Linked DNA regions of Gossypium hirsutum: region 2 is linked to region 1. A link is a contact called in public Hi-C data. All regions are on one chromosome and are shown on one strand. The core of a region is the stretch at or near the end of the contact, and the rest is flanking DNA. Distances in the headings are between cores, read along the strand shown. Region 1 holds the start of LOC107911554 (oligopeptide transporter 7). Region 2 has its middle 29 kb from the start of LOC107911494.

Region 1 (3,473 bases), core at 532-3,031:
TTTCAGTAGCAAAATTCCTAAATTCCTAAGCAAACCAATTTTGTTGCTTTTATTTAAAATAAATAACTAAATAGTTAAAAAGAAAAAAGCGATTAACACCTACACCAAAATCCTAACTTTCAAGCTTAAACAATGTATTCAAGTACCGAGCAGCCAATTACTTCACAGTCAAGTCCACCCATAGCTATTCATTCATGAAAAGCAAAGCAACCCAATGTTGTTTCATATCTAAAAACCAAGCTCAATGCTCAAATTCAAGTCTTTATTCACCCAAAGATCCTAGCTTTCAAGCTAAAAACGATGAAATAAAATCAAGTAGAACACCGCAAATCACAATAACCCAATCAATACAATAGATAACTGAACAACTCCAGCTCTTCAGTTGGGATAAAAAAAATAAAACTTTTAAATCAGATCCAGGCATGATAATCATGTAAACAGAAAACAATAATTCAAACAACTGGTGGAAGCATTGAGTTAAAATCAATGAACGGTAGAAGCAAAGATAGAAAAAGTTTGAATCTTGGGAGAATATTTAGATGGGTTACCTTAGATTCAAAGGATTTATCTCTGTTCTTGGTGAGGAAGTCAGGAGAAGTAAATTTCTGGCATAGAAATGAGGGAACCTAACTTCAATGAAAAACAAAACGTCTGTGAAGTTTCCAAATTTGAAAACAAATAAGGTTGGGAAAGAAATTACTTTAACTTTCAAGGATAAAATGGTAAAATAATAAATAAAAATGTGGGCATTTTTGTCTGCTAAAAAAGTTGACTGTCCATTGTGTATAGACTGGAGCTTTTAACTCGATCCAAAATGAGGTTGGCAATGAGGTTGAAATTTTCAACTGCACCTCACCATTGTTTATCCAAACATCAAATGTTTACAGTGAAAAAGAATATTCCCTAAAATTCTATCTCACCATGGCTGATTTTGCATCCAAAAGGAGCCTAAGGCAGTATTTGATAGTGAAGTTAGTTGGGAACTAAGGTATTGTGCTAGTTCCAAAGGTAAGCTACATCAGTTCCTTTTCGAGGATGTGATGATAGCATTAATATTATTTTTAAAGTTGAATTCGACATAACCATTTAACCTAAGACCATACAATTTGTCCAAATAAATCCATTTTTGTGACACATGCATAATCATTCAATATATTATTAAACTTTTCATTTAATAATATTAAAATGTTATCTTTTTATATAATTTCTAAACTACCCGTGATCTCATAATCTTTATAGTTTTTTTTTTTGGTGAAAAACATTATGCACTTTAAGCATGTCAATTTGTTGCAATAACAACCGTGATAGCTAAACTAAGATATTAAAAGATTTAAAATAATAAAATTTAAATAGGAAAGTAAATTAAATTAGGTGGAATTGAAGTTTAAAATAATATTAAAGGCCTGGAGTAGTAAAACTATGAAAACCGGAATCAAAATAAACAGGCTTTGACCTGCTAAATGATAAATTTTTAATTTTAATTTCTTTAAAAAAACAATAAAATGGTAAAAAAAAAAGGTGTATTTTGGTACATATGTAATTGTCAGGACGACACAAGATTCTTGAATCTCATTATATACTCTTTTAAGACATTCAGGTATACCTGTTTTGATAGCTGTTAGAAGGGTTAGGTTGGAGAAACTCTGTACCTTCCCTTCTTTGTTGGGTTAAATTTTCCAAATTTTGGATTTAAATCTCTTAATTATATAAATTCAGAACAAACATTGCTTTAATAGAAATGATAAATTTGAGATCCTTTTCAATATACTAAATTTAACACAAAGTCGACAGAAATGAACAAAGGCAAAAAAGGTGTCTCACCGCTGGAGGTGGACCAGCAGAAAGGCTGGTTGGTCGACCCCAACATTAATTTATATAGTTAATGTATGAGTTAAATTTTTGAACCCAAGCCATGAATCAATTTTTACAGCTTATCTATTATTCCCAATAGTTGTTGAACTCACGGCAGGGCATTTTCTGCTAAAACATGCTATAATTATTAAGTTAGAACCCATTGATTCTTTTTTGTCTTTTGCTTGAGTGGCCAAGGAACAGAAGCAAGCCATGGAAGAATCCGAAGATGAGATAAGAGCTCCTCTCAGTGAGTTTTCTTCTTTGTTTTGTGTGTGTGTGTTTCAATGTGTAAAACCCAATGAATCTTGATGTTTTTGTTGTCGTTTATTTGCAGTATCTAAGGATGAAGATGATAGCAATCTATCATCATCCAGGTCAGAGGCCTTGGCATCAAAATCTGAAGCAGAGATCAAAGAAGTGGAAGAAGAAGAAAATTCACCGGTGAGACAAGTGGCCTTAACCGTACCAACCACAGATGACCCTTCGCTACCAGTGCTGACGTTTCGAATGTGGGTGTTAGGCACCATTTCATGTGTCCTGTTATCGTTTCTTAATCAGTTCTTTTGGTACCGCACAGAACCCTTGACAATCACGGCCATCTCAGCCCAGATTGCAGTGGTTCCTCTTGGCCAATTGATGGCAGCCAAGATAACAAAACGTGTTTTCTTCAAAGGAAGCCGCTGGGAATTCACCTTGAATCCAGGGCCCTTCAATGTCAAAGAACATGTTCTTATTACAATCTTTGCCAACTCTGGAGCTGGCAGCGTTTATGCCATCCATGTTGTGACTGTTGTGAAGGTGTTTTACAAGCAGCACATTACTTTCTTTGTCTCCTTGATTGTCATCCTAACTACTCAGGTCTGTTCCTGTTTTGTCGATTCCTTGCTGCATTGATGTGTGTGTGTTGGTTTGGTTTGGTTGTAATTAAATAGTTTGGTGGGTTTTGAATGGTAGGTGTTGGGGTTCGGATGGGCTGGTATATTCAGGAGGTACCTAGTGGAACCAGCAGCTATGTGGTGGCCTGCAAATCTTGTTCAAGTTTCTCTCTTCAGGTAATCCGATTATGCTTTGTATTATTGCCGGACGGATATTCCCAGATTCCGGCGATTTTGTAGTTTTCTATAGTTGCCTATTAACTCGGATTTCATTTTCTGACGCTGATAGCGATGCTCAGTTTGAGTGTTCCGCTGGGAAATCTTAGCTGGACCTAACTGATGAGAATCAATACACCAAGTTCAGTTAATTTAATATTTGATATTTTAACTTCACACTTTTTTTTTTAATTCTGTACTTACCCTTTTTTTCAGTTTGATATCTAAATTTGTCAAAATATTATACAAATTTCATATAATCTGCCCATGTTGATCTTAAATTAATTATTTTTTCTACCTCATAAAATAATAACATTATTAATATATTAGAGAAACATTTGACAAATTTAGATATTAAATTGAGAAAAAAAAGTTTAAGTATTAAATTAAGAAAAAATTATGAAAATTAGAAAAAATATATATATCAAGAAAAAGTATATATCAAATAAAAAATACTTAAATATCAAATTAAAAAAATATATATCAAATTCAAGTAACCTAAAAATAACTAAAAGAACATTATCGTCT
Region 2 (3,473 bases), core at 505-3,004, 140 kb before region 1:
GTTATTATAATTATTAGTATTTTTTTATATATCAACCAAACTAATTTTACTATAAACTCTCTTATTATATAATATTATTTTGTGTATTCATTATTTAATTTTATAAATATTTATATATATATATATGTTTTTATACACTATCCTAGCATAATTTATACATATTTTTGTGTTAATCTATGTATATATGTATAATTAAATATAAAAAAATTCATAATAATATCTCATATTTTTTATATATATATAATATTGTTTTCTTAGTATGCGTATGTATGTATATAATAATATATTAGCAATTTCAAATGATGAATTTTTTATGCCCGGAAGCTTTATTCCTTTTATATTTACTATTTCATTTTGCCTTTTTTTATATATTATTACTATATATACTATTATTTACATTAGATTTTATTTTTTATAAATCAAAACGCAGGTATTAATTTTAAGTTATTCACTTTTATCTTATTTTTTTTCATTTTTTAATAAATTTTTCATTAAATTCATTTAAACCTTTTTTTTTCATTATCAAATCGTATCAAATCTTCATAATATTATTATTATTATTATTATTATTATTATTATTATTATTATTATTATTATTATTATTATCTTGAGTATCTTTTTGAAATTGATTATTAATTTATGGGGTGCTTAATTATTGATATTAGTATTTGTATGATATGACTAAAATAATTATTGTTATTTGCATTTACCTATTATTTGTTTGTTTTCTTAATGTATGTTTGGGTTGTTATTTATCCTTTTCGTTATGTATTGCTATTCAATCATATTTCATTTGTAAGAATTGTATTATTTTTAAAGCACAACAAATCATTCTATTTCATAATTTTCAAAAAGGCATGATGTTCATAGCTCTCAAGAGAATTGTGCCCTAACTTACTGGGCTTCAATTCTTCTCGATGAATTTGAATAGCCAAGTGTTTATTGTATTAAAACCACACAACTTTTAAAATAAAGTTTTCAAGATTTTAAAATGTTGGATCCTAACTTACTGGATGTGACATTTTTTTATCCCAAATTTAAAATAAAGACAATGTTTGACGTTTAATAACTTCAAGAAATCGAAACCTAACTTACTGGATTCTGATTTCTCATTTGACTTAAATGACCGAACAACCTTCTCAAAATGCATGAATTTTAAAATTTGAAAATTAAAAAGACATACTTAATTTTGACGATTGAATCGTTGCACTTTAACTTACTGAGTGTGGCAATTTATTTCTCCGAAATGAGTGTGTTTTATTATTCAAATTTAAACTTTAAAAGGATCGTATTTTTCGACACTGAGACATTAAACAATCGATTCGGTACCAATTTTGGGCGTTACGAGGGTGCTAACCCTTCCTCGTGCGTAATCAACTCCCGAACCTATTTTCTCAAATTCGTAGACCTAAAATTGTTTTCAAGGTGATCTGGTCACACCTCAACAAAAGATCGGTAGCGGCTCCCATTTTTATTTTCAAAGTCGATCCTCGTTTTTTTCAAATTTAAAAAAAATGATTTCAACATTAAGGAGAAAAGAAAAGGTCAGAAAATTACGATTATACTAAAAAGATGCACAATATTACAAGTTACATAAATTTTTTCTATGCCAAGTTTCATGCTCTGTGTGTGGACGTATTATGATATCATCATCATAAGAGAAGTGAGAATGAGACTCCACCCAAAAACATGGTGGGGGTGATGTGGCAAAATGACAAGAAAATGGGACCACCTTGGGGTGTGCAGATGGTGGTCACCAAAACCCCTTTCTCCAGAAGTAAGCAGAGTTGGAGTCGGAGTCTAGTGCAGTGCAGTGCAGTGCAGTGACAGACAGGTGAAAAGCATCTGAGGCGTCCGGCTACTTGCCCCCTCTATCACCGGCACTACAACTCTACCTCAAATTTCGATACCTCCCCTTAGCTACTATATATTATTGTTTTCTCTTCTCCCACCTTGGATTTTTCTTTACTGGGTAATTGAGTTAAAATCATTCTATTCTTCTTATTATTATTAAACCATAAATTGGAGTTTAAATTATACAATTTTCCTATCTTTCTACCTTTGTGATTATTAGTTCAATCAGTATAAACATAACCAATTAAAAATTGTTATCCTGCAAAACAAAAATAAAAAAAGTATTAATTTTTTCTTTTATATATATTCTTTTTACTTTATATTTTTCCTTTTCTTCTTTTTCTCAGCTTGAGCTTTTTAGTTTAAATGTTTTGGTTTCATGATTTTGATTAAGGTTTTTTTAGAATAGATCAAGTTGTAGTTTTTGATTTATTTAGTTCGACCAGATAGACTATTAAAAATTCATAAAAAATAAAAATATTTTAAAATAGTAAAAATTAGTTCAACTACTTCAATTAGTTTTTTTTTAACTTGGTTCAACCGATTTGTATAATTTTGTGGGTAAATCCATTCAGCCCCTATTTCCGAACTGATATTTGGTTGATTTTCAATACAACCAATTGGTTCAATTCGATTTTGAAAATACTGATTTTGATCGACGAAAAAACTTTTTCAATCTCATCAAGTCGAGCAAGCAAGCGGTGAAGTATAAAAACAAAATTAATTGTCAATGTTTGGAACTCAAGAGGGTGAATATCGAGAATTGTTGGCCCTAGCAAACATTATAAAGGAAGAAGAAAGGGGAAAATAGAAAAAAGAGAAAAAGAGAAAGAAATAATGTAAAAGAGAATAAAAGAATTAAAAATTATTTTTTAAAAGTTTATATGACATGGCAAACTATTATTGGCTAATACTTTTTAAACCGATATAACATTTTGGGGTAAAATGAGTAATGGAATAATAGTTTAGGTATCACTTATTGCCCAAAAATTTTAGGTACTAATTTAAGAAAAATTGTATTGTTTAGATATTAATTTATGGATTAAGTCTTTTTTTTAAATAAAGGTAATAGTTTAACTAACGAAAGGACCAACTTTGAAAAAAATAGTTTAAGTATCACTTATGACAAAAATAATTAAATACCAAAATGATAAAAATGGTATGATTTATAAATCAATTTTTGGCTTAAGTCTTATTATTGTTATTTAAGGTATATATCAAGTTATCAATTTTCTTTATAATTTTTTTTGAAAAAAATTTCTTTATAAATTGTTTGACTGTTTTCTGTAATTGTAACTTCAAACAAAAATGTTCCTTATACATTTAATTATTTCATTATTAGTTATAATAATTTATTTGGACTTTCAAATTTACAAAAAAAAAGAAAAGAAAAGAAGTTATTTTAGTCTTTTATTTAATTTTTCGTTTTTTTAGCTCTTAAACTTGATCTTTTTTTTTATCAAATCACCCCAAGATGAAAGGAAAAGTTAACGCTTTCTTTAACTTTGTTGACGTTGCATGCACGTGGATTACCACGTGGATGAAAAATAAACATTTAATTAGTTTTTAAAAATTTAAAATTTAAAATTTAAAATTTAAAAATTTAAAAATTTAAAAAT

The links. Hi-C and Micro-C count contacts between places; a contact is called where the count stands out from the background.
Region 2: a Hi-C map of leaf shows a contact between it and region 1, with 1.9 times the contacts expected there. The contact joins the enhancer-like site here to the promoter of LOC107911554 in region 1. A contact is called at or near these places in 2 of 34 Hi-C or Micro-C datasets (both in leaf).

What each region holds. Positions count from the first base shown.
Region 1 is chrD08:40,976,803-40,980,275 of Gossypium_hirsutum_v2.1, reverse strand. It overlaps LOC107911554 (oligopeptide transporter 7), which reads left to right and starts at 1,781. Exons shown (of 7, transcript XM_016839396.2): 1 at 1,781-2,101; 2 at 2,189-2,712; 3 at 2,809-2,906. The coding sequence starts at 2,065.
Region 2 is chrD08:41,117,507-41,120,979 of Gossypium_hirsutum_v2.1, reverse strand. No RefSeq gene overlaps it. Among protein-coding and RNA genes, the nearest start is that of LOC107911494, 29 kb to the right of the region's middle. Within about 2 kb of position 1,754, at least 2 of the 9 cell types and tissues checked have an H3K27ac peak or open chromatin away from gene starts, as enhancers often do. A contact at or near this core is called in leaf, where this site is marked.